2 separate regions of the Pan troglodytes genome follow, and region 1 is linked to region 2. Evidence: chromatin contacts called from public capture Hi-C data. All regions are on one chromosome and are shown on one strand. The core of a region is the stretch at or near the end of the contact, and the rest is flanking DNA. Distances in the headings are between cores, read along the strand shown. Region 1 has its middle 33 kb from the start of AGR3. Region 2 overlaps BZW2 (basic leucine zipper and W2 domains 2).

Region 1 (7,078 bases), core at 801-3,300, 220 kb before region 2:
AAGTGGCTTTAGGGCTTGAGTTATCCCTTTGTTAGAAAGGGTACAATCTAGGGTGTATAACACACAGATACCTGTATGTGTTCTCAGTGTCACACTCAAAAGTTCTTTCATGTGGGCCTAAAACCTATAGATTGTTTTGTAAAATGGAGTAAAAAGCCAACCAATGTCGTGTCCTGATTAATCTGATACTGGGCTAAGCGAGAAAAACTATGCAACATTTAGAGTGATGTGAGTCTTTTATTTCAACATTTTAATGTGAGATCAAGATACCTTAAAATAAAGAAACTAATCCCTTGATAATAAGGGTTAGTCACTAAGTGGATTAAGAAGTTAATGATGACATCATTAGGGAATCATTTCTTTAAAGACAGTGACTGATACTTCAAAAGAATGTTATAGGTATTTGTCACCTAGCTCTTCAATAAAATTAAATTTCTCAGTTAAAGAAATGACAGATTGGCCCACCTTTGCTGAAAAAAGTAGAAAAGAACTCATAATTGTATTTCTTGCTTCTCAAAATATTCCAGAAGTGTTTTTATTTTCAACAGCAGGTGGCGCTGCCAACATAACTCTGAAATCTAAAAGCTGCCTGACCATTTTCTTCAAGCCCTTTATTATATAGGAAATATGGAATAATTCACTTTTTGAATCCACTTCATGCTTGAAATACATTTTACTATTCTTGGCATTAGTCGGGTATGTTTAAGGTTCTGAAATCCTAAGAAATTTAATTCAATTAACTCACGGAAACAGCTTTTAAAACATTACCTTCATTATTAACTAACATGGATAGGGTATTTTCTATGGGTAGGCACTTTACTACACCCTCACATCAGCTTTCTCTTTAATCCTGATAAATTTAAAGGGTATTATTTTCATTTTAAAAAGGAGAAAACAGGTAAGTTATGTTCTCTGCCCAACTCACACATCTCTGCAAGGAGTAGAACCAGGATCCATTGAGACCTGACTCCCTCCAAGGCCCACATCCTCAACCATGTCACCCCACATCACACATAGTGCCATAGTGCCCTAGGATTCCCAGCATTTTGGAAAGACATTCAAAGACAGGTTTACTAGATGAATATCAAGGTAGATAACCTGAAACCACTGAACACGCAGGTGGCCCTCATTCAAGCCATTTAGACAGCTAAGTTCATTTAACTCCTAAGCACCAGTTGTATTCAGAATTCAGTCAAAGCTTAAAACAAGTTTGACCTTATTTCTGTTTGGGAAAAGTTAAGAGTGAAAGGTGATATTCTATTGAGTCAAACTGTCTAGGACAAAGACTTTGCACAATATTCAGAAAGGCACCCTGAAACACAGAAATCATGCCAACTCCATTTACTGTGTGAAACAAAAGGAAGCTGAACTTCAGCAGCAAAGAAGGGAGAAAGAAATAGGTTATTTGCGTACTTGAAATTTGACCTTTCCATGATCAGATAGTCCTTTGCTGTTATGACACTATTCTGAGTAAACAGTTTGATATATAATGCAAAAGTTGAAGAAAAAGGAAGTACAGCACAGCATTAAGTATTCTAAATCTTTCTGATAGACACATCCTATGTAAGGATCTATAAAGGTTATCTGTTTTTAACAAATTTAACACTATATGAGAGTTTTTTCTTCTCTCTAAAAAAAATAATCATTAGCCATCTCACAAGTAAAGATAAATTGAGGACTGGTCAGAACCCACTGCTCCATTTTCTCATTCAGTCATTTGATACCATCACCCTCAGGAGGAGAAGGAACACTTCAAGCATGTGATGATGGTTTTAATAAATTCAATAAGATTTTATTCCCAGGCACTTAGGATCAACCGTCATGGACTGGACTAGACTATGTTGTTTCTCTGGCTTAATACAAAAACCAGAGTCCCTTTACTGGAAGCCACATCTGAACATTAGCCCTTGTCATTTTACCTTTTCCACAGCAAAACAGGACAGACGTAAGATGAGAGAAAGCTCTCTCAGGCATCCCCAGGACAGAGAGGCCTTCCTAAGCTCCTAAGCATGGCAGATCCCACAGGTCACATGGGAGGGAGCATAAGGACAAAAGCAACCCCAAGAGGCCCCAACACACAAAAGCATCGCTTCCAATTTATTCATTCTTCACACTGCGCTGCCCCCCGCCCAACTCCTAGCACCACGGCCCATCAGTTTTCTTCCCTTTAATACTATTTATGGTGTGTTGACTAAGCACAACTCATGTTGTATGCAAAAAACAACTTTATTTTTTGCTTCCTGTCACCTTTTAACATATATCCAGTGGGAGTAATCTTTCTTTGCCCCTGGATAAACAGCATGTCCCATGCTTTTTCTGCTCATTCTTAGGTACATACATTTCTACATACATTGAAAGTTGCCAACAGACTAATTTCAAAAAATAAAACTTTCAGTACCAAATATAAATCAAAACTACTTTGATTAAACAGCAAAACCTTCTCCCTTTTCTTGGCTCAGGCTGGCTTCAGGCTAAACCTACAATAGGAGAAAGAGGCACAGATGGATTCTTTTGTATTTCTCCTGCTTGTACTTTTCTCCCTTCTGTCTCCTTCCCTGTTTCCCAGCTGGTTTGTTCTTCCTCCTGAATGGAGTGAAGGGCTGGGTACAGGATGAGAAAGAGCAAAGCATTGAAATTAGATGAGAGATATCTTACCCGAAATGATAGCAAAGACAGCTTGCAACTATCTGGGTCTGGCAGAAGTAAGGATGACTCACTCTTGTAGACATACCGTCGTAGGCTCTTCATAGGGGTGCCCACTGGGGATTTCTCTTGTAAAGTTTCCTTGACTTGGGCAGATGCTTCTCCAGGCTGGGTGATCACTTGCAACTCCTTCCTTGACCCTTAAGTATTAGGCCTTTTCTTACAAGTTGCTGCTCCCCTATAGGCAGCACTCTTTGGATACAAATGTCCCTGCTGTAGGAGGGCAGGTCCTCAAGTGGCCTTTTTCGACCCATCTCTCCCCTCTCCAACTTGTAGTTCTCAGAATTACTATAGAATTTGTGCAGAATGCATTACCATAAGAAAAAAAGAAACAGGCTAGAATAGCCAGAGCTATGTTCCTTCTAGAACAGGATATTCGCAAAACTTGAGCTTAGGGAGCAAATGATACCCAAGGCGCAAAATACAAGATGATGTGCTTTGGGGGTCCCTCAGCTGCAGTACAATATGGGACACAAACAGACAAGACTCTATCCACACTGGAGAGCTTTCCTGAGCCCTGGGGGACCAGCTCACCATGGATCCTCGACTATGTGTTTTTGCTGTCTATCAGTGAATAATAAATTTGCTTTGCCTGACTTGTTGTGAAAGTTCTGTATCTCACTGTCCTCATGCGAATAGTAGAAAACCTTTGCATCTGCCAGTACATTCCACATCTAGACCACAAGAAACAACCATGCATTCCTCATCACTTGCAATAAGCCCTGGGGTAAGCAACTCTCCTGGCTTCACAATCAGCACTGAAAGCCCATCTAAATACTTTCTATTCATGAAGATACTAGGGTTCTAGTGTTGCAGAACAGGTTCTGGACCATTTTGTACCTGCAGGGTAGGGTGTATGTTACATCACACATTTTGTGACAATGCTTTAACCAGTTCTATAATTCCCAGTAGTAAGTAGTTATGGCTTCCTGGAAATTGCTGAAGTAACATATTGAAGACTGAAGCCACTGCGGTTTGCAGGCCCTTATGATTTTTATTTACTTCATAACGCATACCAGCATCTTGGGAATAATAGAAGGAGCATCTTAATTTCAGGTCAAATAATAGTCACTAAAGTCTACATAGGCTAAATACTTTATAATACTTCTCACAGATCTTCTTCCTCAATAATTTAACCCCCTAACAATCAGAATCTTAAAACAGGGACTTGAGAATTGTTGTACCTCAAAAATATCTTCTGGTGATCATAGAATGCTTAAAATGCTAACATAAATAGCGCAAGCCAATGAACACTTGAAAATAGCCAAGTGAGCCTAAGCCCACCAGGTCTCTTGATGAGCCACACAGTGCTCAGAGCCAGAGGGCTCCTCCCTGACATCTGACACCAACAGAGGCTGTGATCAGGGAGCAAGGTCCGCACAGTTATGAAACAGAGGAGTGATTGCGTTCATGTAGCATATTTACCATCACGGATCTAGATGCAGGGTATTGAGCCACATATACACAATGGCAGGGAATCTGTCATCCTAAAATATTAGGAAGAGGAAATTGAAGATTAAAAGAAGGACTGTATTTTTGCTGTTGCCATTTTTACAAGAAACCTTAGTTTTTCACAGTCTTTCATCTATAAACTTAAAGGAGCTTGGACTTGGAGAAATCTACTATCAAGCAATAAATAAAATCCTTTTACTTGTAGAAACATGGATGGAACTGAAGGACACTGTATTAAGCGAAATGAGCCAGGCACAGAAAGGCAAGCAAATATCATATGTTCTCATTCATATGAGAGAGCTGAAAGAGCTGATCTCATAGAAGCAGAGAGTAGAATGACAGTTACCAGAATCTGGGATGGTTACCAGAAACTGGGGAGGCAGAGGATAAAGAGGGGCTGGTTAATAGGTACAGAAATACAGTTAAAGAGAATGAATAAGATCTAGTGTTCTGTAGTATAGTAGGGTAGCTAACAATAACATTGTATATTTCAAAATAACTAGAAGAGTGAAATTGGCATGTTCCTAAAACAACAAAATGATTAATGTTTGAACTGATGGGTATTCCAATTACTCTGATTGATCATTACACATTGTATGCTTGTATCAAAATAACACATATACCCCCCATAAATACATACAACTCTTCTGTATCCATAAAAATTATTTTAAAAATTTTTAAAATAAATGAATCTTTTAAAAAATAAATAAAAGAGGAGGAAGCAGAGCAAGATGGCTGAATACAACTATCGACACAGGGAAACGCATCCTAAGAACCAAAAATCCAGTGAGCACTCACAGTACCTGGTTTTAACTTCATATCACTGAAACAGGCACTGAAGAAGCAGATAAAACAATCCTGAATCTCAGACGTGACCCCTTCCTCTCCCTCAGTAGCAGCAGCAGTGTGGTGTGGAGAGCTCTCTGGGTGCCGGGGGAAGAGAACACAGCAATTGTGAGGCACTGAACTCAGTGCTGTCCTGTCAGAGCACAAAGAAAAAACAGACCAATCTCAGCTGACACCCACAGAGGGAGCATTTAAACCAGTCCTAGCCAGAGGGGAATTGTTCACCCCAGGGGTCCAAACTTGAGTGCTGGCAAACCTCACCACTGAGGATCAAGGTGTGCTTGGTGTCTAAGTAAACTTGAAAGGCAGTCTAGGTCATAAGGACTGCAACCCTTAGGAGAGTCCTAGGCTGAACTAGGCCCAGAGACTATAGACTGTGGGAGCACGCGACATACTGAGACACCAGCTGGGTCAGCCAAGGAAGTGCTGGCATCATAGCCCCCCCAACCCTAGACTGCACAGCTCACAGCTCCAGAAGAGACCCCTTCCTTCCACTTGAGGAAAGGAGAAGGAAGACTGGAGATGACTTTGCCTTACATCTTAGATACCAGCTTAGCCACAACAGGATAGGATATTGGTCAGAGTCGTGAGGCCCCTTTTCCAGGGATCTCATACCCTAGGACAGAAGGGAACCCACTGCCTTGTAGGAAAGGACTTAGTGCTACCAGCATGCACCACCTGCTAACTGAAGAGCCCTTGGACCCTGAATAACCAACAGCGATACCCAGATAGTACATCAACTGCCACGGGTGAGCCTCTGGGACTTGCTGGCTTCATGTGAGACTCAGCACATTACCAGCTGTGGAGTTATGGGGCAAAACTCCCCCTGCTTGAGAAAAGCAGAGGGAAAAGTAAATGGGATTTTGTCTTGCATTTTAGGTATCAATACCACCACAAGGGAGCAGAGCACCAAGTGGGATCTTGGGGTCCCCAATTCCAGGACTTGACTCTTGGATGGCATTTTTGAACCTGCCCTGGGTCAGAGGGGAGCCCACTGCCCTGAAGGGTGAGGCCAAGGCCATGCAGCATTCACCACAAGCTGACTTAAGAGCCCTTGGGCCTTAAGGGAACAGTGGTGGTAGTCTGGCAGTACTCCTCATGGCCTAGGGTGGTGGTGCTATGGGCTGAGACTCCTTTGCCTTTGGAAAGGGAAGGGAAGAGAGGGAAGGACCCCATCTTGTGGTTTAAGTGCCAGCTCACCCACAATACAATAAACCACCAGGTAGACTTCTAAGGTTTTCGACTCTAGTCCCCGACTCGCGGCACTTCTGGACCCACCCAGGGCCTGAGGGACCTCGCCACCCTGGAGGGAAGGACACAGTCCTGGTTGACTTTGCCACTTGCTGATTGTAGAGCCCCAGGGCCTTGAACAAACCTGGACAGTAGACAGGGAGTGGTTAGAGCAGGCCTTGGGTAAGACCCAGCACTGTGCTGGCTTCAGGTCTGACCCAGCACAGTCATAGTGGTGGTGGCCACAGTGGTGCTTGTGTCACTCCACCCCTAGCTTTAGATGGCTCACAATAGAGAGAGAAACTCTGTATGTTTAGGAGAAAGTAAGGGAAGAGAATGAGAGTTCCTGCCTGGTAATCCAGAGACTTCTCCTAATTCTTATCTGAGACCATTAAGGTGGCACCACTACAAGTCTGCAAGAACCACAGTGTTACCGGGTTCTTTCAAATATCTGAAAGCCTTCTCAGGAAGGATGGCTACAAATAAGCCCAGACAGTGAAGACTAAAATAAATACCTAATTATTCAATGCCCAGACACTGAAGAACATCTACTGGCATCAACACTATTCAGGAAAACATGACCTCACCAAATGAACTAAATAAGATACCAGGAACTAACCTTGGAGAAACAGAGATATGTGAACTTTCAGACAGAGAATTCAAAGTAACTGTGTTGAGGAATTCAAAGAAATTCAAGATAACAGAGAGAAGAAATTCAGAATTCTATCAGATAAACTTAACAAAGAGACTGAAATAATTAAAAAGAATCAAGCAGAAATTCTGGAGCTGAAAAATGCTACTGACATACTGAAGAAGGCATCAGAGTCCCTTAATAGCAGAATGGATC
Region 2 (6,093 bases), core at 1,886-4,385:
CTGGGAATATATGCTGAGAAGGGCACTCACCCTTTTTTAGAACTAGAATAAAAAACTCCTTTTAGAAAAATTTGCATGCAGGATAGAATTTAACCTAAAAAATTTCTGCAAACAAGAAAACCCATGATAGAGATAATAACAGTATTTGACAAGGTAGTTTTACACATTTTAGACGATGCTGAGTCTATGGGACTTATCTTCAGGGAAAAAAGAAGAGAAAATTATTTTTAAAAGTCAATAATGTGATGCTTGAAAGTTAGCAATGGATTTACTGTTTCTTACTACCTTAAAAATATGCAAATCTAGATTTTAATACAGAGAGTCTTTGCAAAATGACCCATCACCACTTTTTTCTTTGCTGACTAGCATTATTTAGTTTATTTGGTTTTATTCCACTGTTATTTATGTAAAAGATTTATAAATCTTTCAATAATGATATTCAATTAAGTAATTAGATTTGCCAAGGGGGACAAGGCTAATCATATGCCCAAGTTTCTGCTATCATCAAGTTCTGGACATGTTGGGAAAGGGGAGGTGTGTGTGTGTCCATGTATATGTTTGTGTGTGCTGTGTGTGTAAGAGAGAGATAAAAATGAAAATTAAAATGAAGCAACGGTTTCCATTACATTTTAAAAACTTGTTTTAGAGCACTACGTTCCTTATGACAAACAAAAGGAATCCACAGAAACTTGGTAAAAGAAGCAGAGAAGACACTATTCCCTATGTGTAAAATGTGGATATGTACATGAAATCAAAGGTAAGTATAATCTTGAACATGTCACTGGAGTTCATAGCATCTGTTGCTTCTTGAATGCTATACACTTTACACCAGTGATCCTGGTACAACAGTCAGAGCATCACCTTGGAAACTTGTTAAAATGAAAATTCTCAGGCCCAACCCTGGCCCTACTGAATCAGAATCTCTGGGGGAGCTGTGTTTTATAACAAGCTCTCTGGGTAATTCTTAGGCATATTAGGAAAGGAGTGCTTTAACACTCACTGTTTATTAAGTCTCTCTCTAGGCATATAAAACACGGAATGAGAGCATCCAAATCTTTACAGAAACAAATCAAATACATGTCTCCTGGTGCACAAGTGTTTGGTGGACAAAATAAGGTGAAAGTAAAAATCTGGCAAAAAAGAGACAAGACGGTAAACATAGTTAACACAGTAATGCTCTTAACGGTGGTATGGAACAATCATTCCTCAGGGATTGCATGTTCTCCAGAGAAAACATGGAATCATTTCCCTTAAGAAAACAGACTATATATATCATTCTGTGGAAAATTACAAAATTACCTAGAAAATGGTATTGAAAATGTTAGTTCAGTGATGTGTTTTAGGTTTACATTTTAAAAAAAGTTTCCCAATTTCATTTCCAAAAATAACTAAGGCAGAAATAAAATTGATGTTGACACTCACCCTTCCTGTGTTCCCTGGGGCCAGGTCATACTTGCCACAGACCTCACTAACTTTAGGTTATTTAAACGCTGATTACCTAGTTAATCAATGAGCCTAAGAGCTCATGCCTCTTCTTTTTACTTCCTAGTGCTTACTTCTTGAGTTATTTTATAATTTCAGGTCATACTGACCCTTAGCATCTGGGGCTGATGAAGAAGAAAAAACTCAAAGTAGCCAGTTTTACTACCTGTCAGTAGTTGTTATAAGAAGTCTAAAGGAAAAGGAGGTTGGCATTAGTGGTTAAAATGAGAAATCTGAAGGATTTTAATAGTTCATGTGCCACCCAGATGCCATTTCCCGTAACAATGGGTTTGCTGATTCTTTGTGATTTCATTACAATAATACGATAGGGTGCTCCTGAAGATGAGACTCCGACAACGATGTCTCAGTTAAAAAAAAAAATTGGTGAGAAACACTGGTTGGGTTATCTTTTATATGACAAGAAAGCAAACTATGTTCAGGTAACTAACTAGTTTACGAACAGTTTGGTTTTCTGTAGTGGAAAAAATTTACCACCCTCAAAACAAATGTGAAACCTGTCCCATAGGTCTCTCTGCCAGTTTTACAAATGGAGCCAGCTGTGGCCACAGAAGGTTGGGCCCCACTTCTCCTTCTTGGCTGCTGGGTACCATCTATGAATTGGTAACATGGCTTGCAGGTTTGGTTCTGATGGGTGGATCACTTTGGGTATCATTGGGTGGGGCCTAGTTTTAGGACACTGCTATCTTATGACTAAATCCAAGAAGACCCAACTCAGATCTGGTTGGAGAAAATACCAATTACTGACGTTCAAGTGGCAATGGGTGGCCATCATATTTTCCTCCTGACTATTATAATTGTTGCTGAATACCTTTGTGCCCTGAAAAAGTAAAATATCACCCAAACACTTGTGGACAAGATTCATTCATTTGAGGAATCTACGTGGCCAATAAAAATTCATTGTGAAATGCTATTAAGCATTTTTAAAAGAGCTATTATGTATCTAAAACCTTTATTTTCCAAATTCCCAAGATATAATTCAAAATAGACAAATTTAGGAACACATGAAAGGGAAAATAAACATTTGGCTGGTATTATTTTAACTTTTCTGATATGATATTTATGAACATAATAACATAAAATAAACATGTTATAATGTTCAAAATGTATCACTTCTTAAATGTTCCTTTTTCTCCCTCACAAAACTACATAAATGTAGGCCCAAAAAATAGCCTAGGACATTTCTGTATGCTGTAGGTATACAGATTGGGATCGGTTAAAACCTTTAGCATTCATATTTTAGTGCCAGTTGTCATGGCAACCTAATCCTTATAAATACAATGAAAAGACAGTAAATGTGAAAACCTAAAAATAGCCATTCCCTTGGAAAACAGGAGAATGGCTGGGCCAAGTAACTAAAATACAAAGTAAAAAGGCTAATTACTTCAGTAATTTTAAAGTCAGATTTATGGTACCTAAAAGGGTCTGAACATAATATATATATAGTATTTTGATAATCATTGTTATTAGAGCTAATCCTTACAATTCAAAAACAGGCTCAATTTTATATAATTACATTTTTTTTTCCACCAACCCCAAGAAACAATTACCAGTTCATCTGCCAATGAGAAGTGCCCAGGGGCCTAAGCAGGGTTTCCAAGGCAACGCATATACGGCGTGTATGCCTCCTCTCTCTACATGGTATGGTTGCCTCAATAAAACTTTCACAAATTAGCCTCTTGCTGTCCCTCTCTAAACAGAGCCCCATGACCTCCTCTGCCTCATTGCCTGCTCTGCCTCTCAAAGAGCTTCAGCAAAACACAGAAGCACAGCAGTGGCACGTGGATGGATACCTTTATAAAAGAGAACCACAATCTTCTGAAAGGCTTTCATGAAATGGATGTTGTCGTAGCAGTATTCCTGAACCTTCTGGAGGAGGATCAGCTCTGACTGGCCTTGGGAGCTGAACACGGCCAGCAGGGGAGCATATTGCTAGAACAGAAGTGGAGAGTAAAAGCCGTCACTTGCGTGGGAGGTACAGAGCCGACACTGCTGGAACCATAACAGTAACCTGGAGGGTTGCTTAGAAAAGACTGACTTTCAGGATTGACACCTTTTATCATCATATTGTGCCCAATGGGGTGAGGGGAACAGAACAGTAGGAACAAAGCAGTATAGTCGACCTGTGAGGGAACTGGGAAGAAGATTCACACTTTTTCAATGGCAGAGCCACAGTCCAATAATACAATGGATATTCTATGAGGATATGACCTCATTTTCGAAATATCCCTTAGACACAGCAGGCCAGCAATTATCTTTAATATAGGCAGATTCTCATATTTGGTCTCTTAGTGGGTACAGGGAAGGAATCTTGATGAGCTGCTGGGATAAAAAGCATTCATTTAGAAATATCCTTGACTTTCTGACACTGATGCATAGCCATTGTTTTTCTGAGACTTACTCAATTCAATACTTATCTCTTCCAAGGGGCCTTCCCTGATCAACGTAACATGGACAGTTTACTCACTGCTATGTTCTCATGAACGCTGGGTGCAAACTTGGAAAAAAATTAGGAAGTATATGTTTAGTCTGAGTCTAGGGTAATTGTAGTTGGAACCCATTTGTCATACTCTCAATTAAGACAAATTTGGGCCCGGTGTGGTGGCTCACGCCTGCAATCCAACACTTTGGGAGGCCAAGGCAGGAGGATAGCTTGAATGCAGGAGTTCAAGACCAGCCTGGGCAACACAGCGAGACTACATCTCTACCAAAAAATGAAGAAATTAGGCAGACGTGGTGGCACGTGCCTGTAGTCCTAGCTACCTGGGAGGCTGAGGAGGGAGGGTGGCTTGAGCCCAGGAGTTCAAAGTTGCAGTGAGCGCAGATCGTGCCACTGCACTCTAGCTGAGGCAAAAGAGTGAGACTCTGTCTCAAAAAAACAAACAAACAAACAAAAAAAGCTGCAGTTTGCCCTTGGCTGGGTCAGTTCCTTGCTAAGGGCTGTTACCTTCAGGTGCTTCAGAGCCTGCTCTGCAACAAGTTCTTCCTTCTTGTTCCACTCAACAGCGTTCATTATACATGTCCACAGAAGACCAATCACTGCTGTTTCTGGAAGATCATTCCTCTTCATTTCTTCTTTGACATAAAGCACCACCTACATTTCATGGAAATGGGGTCAGAAAGTAACAGGCAGATGGAGGGCTCCCATCTCCCCCCTAGCTGCTCAGTCAATCAAGGTTTTGGGGCAGCTAAGAAACAATCTGCTTAGCTTCTCCTTTCCTTGTCTGCATTCTCAGACTGGAAGAGGGAGAAAAACTATAATGATTTGTTCTCAAAGCAAATTTATTTTTAGTCCCAAAATTAATAGGCTTAGCTCTGGCCAGGAGCTGCTGGATAATGTGGAGTAAGAGAGGACTTTTGTTTCCTCATAGAGAAACCCCTTTGAGTCTAGTAGAGTAGGGATTTTGAGCCAGTATGACTTTTTGGAGATTTAAAGAAGGCAACAGAGTTGTGAACTTTTATCTCCATCCCTAAACTTTAAAACCTCTTGATGGATACCATCTTGGGTTTGTACAGGTCCATTCTCCACAATTTATTCTTCAATGATTACTTTTGATGATCCTTATGCCCCATCTCAGTGAAAAGTTAATTTGTAAATAAATTCTAAGTGCAAAGGCAATTTTTAAATTTCATATACATCAATTCAGCAGTATTCAGCAACTTATTTTCTCCTTTGAATTATGTATAAATATGCAAATTTATACTCAACCCTGAGAGTATGGAATATAGGCTCGCCTAAAATTTATTTGAAAGGCTTTTTCCTTTTAAAATAAAATAATAAATAGAGGTCTGGGCCTCAGAAGTGATTGAAAGTCATCGTCTATCTCCAGCATACTACTTTGTGAGTAGTAGTAACACCGTTTTTTCCTCCCTTTTCTTTTTTGCTGGAAACACATTGCTTTCTTGACTTCTGGCCTGGAGTGTAGAAATGCCAGCAGTGACTTGAGCAGCCTTCAAAAGCAGAAGGAGCTGGGCAGTCCCAGTCCCTGTGCTGGCTGGAGGAAGTCACGTAAAAGTGTGACATCCTGGCATCTACAAGCATCACAAGGCTTTTTATGTTTGCTTCTTTTCCCCATGGAAAATCATGTACAAATTCTTGCTTGGAGAAATATGATTGAATATACTGCTATCCTTAATACCATGAGACTTAAGAATATTTGTCATTCCAACACCTCCACCTGCTGGAGAGTATCAGTCCTACATTCTCCAGGCTTCAACCATGTGAGCTGCCATGCAGGGCTTGGAGCATGGAAGGAGGTGCGGGTCAGGCATTTTAGAGCACGTGGAAAAAAAAGAAAGGACTCTTTATATTAATTTTTAAATTATTGCATGAAAGATTTTAAAACTTCAAATAGAAACTTTCTCCAGATACACTAAAAATAAAAAAAAGATATAGTCATAGCTTTGTGAACTATAGCATGTATATATAAACTATGTATATGCATATTACAAAAAATATAGCTTTTACATTATAGGGAAACACAGCTCTTCCAAGTGTGAGTGGGATTAAACAAGTCACTGATCCAACTAGTCTTTTCCCATGACAGGAATTCAAACTTTTTTCAAATAAAAAGCCTGTTACATATTCATACA

Evidence for each region. Capture Hi-C pulls out chosen DNA fragments and counts their contacts.
Region 1: a contact with region 2 is called in a capture Hi-C map of stem cell-derived neural stem cells, with 4 times the contacts expected there. The contact joins two enhancer-like sites. A contact is called at or near these places in 3 of 7 Hi-C or Micro-C datasets (blood, induced pluripotent stem cells and stem cell-derived neural progenitor cells) and 1 of 1 other capture datasets (stem cell-derived neural stem cells).

The regions. Positions count from the first base shown.
Region 1 is chr6:22,709,468-22,716,545 of NHGRI_mPanTro3-v2.0_pri, reverse strand. No RefSeq gene overlaps it. Among named protein-coding and RNA genes, the nearest start is that of AGR3, 33 kb to the right of the region's middle. Within about 2 kb of position 2,050, at least 5 of the 24 cell types and tissues checked have an H3K27ac peak or open chromatin away from gene starts, as enhancers often do. A contact at or near this core is called in stem cell-derived neural progenitor cells and stem cell-derived neural stem cells, where this site is marked.
Region 2 is chr6:22,492,888-22,498,980 of NHGRI_mPanTro3-v2.0_pri, reverse strand. BZW2 (basic leucine zipper and W2 domains 2) reads right to left here. Exons shown (of 12, transcript XM_518982.7): 9 at 4,448-4,594; 10 at 3,294-3,432. LOC134810410 (a long non-coding RNA gene) reads left to right here. Exons shown (of 4, transcript XR_010158351.1): 3 at 647-757. Among named protein-coding and RNA genes, the nearest start is that of ANKMY2, 52 kb to the right of the region's middle. Within about 2 kb of position 3,135, at least 5 of the 24 cell types and tissues checked have an H3K27ac peak or open chromatin away from gene starts, as enhancers often do. A contact at or near this core is called in stem cell-derived neural progenitor cells and stem cell-derived neural stem cells, where this site is marked.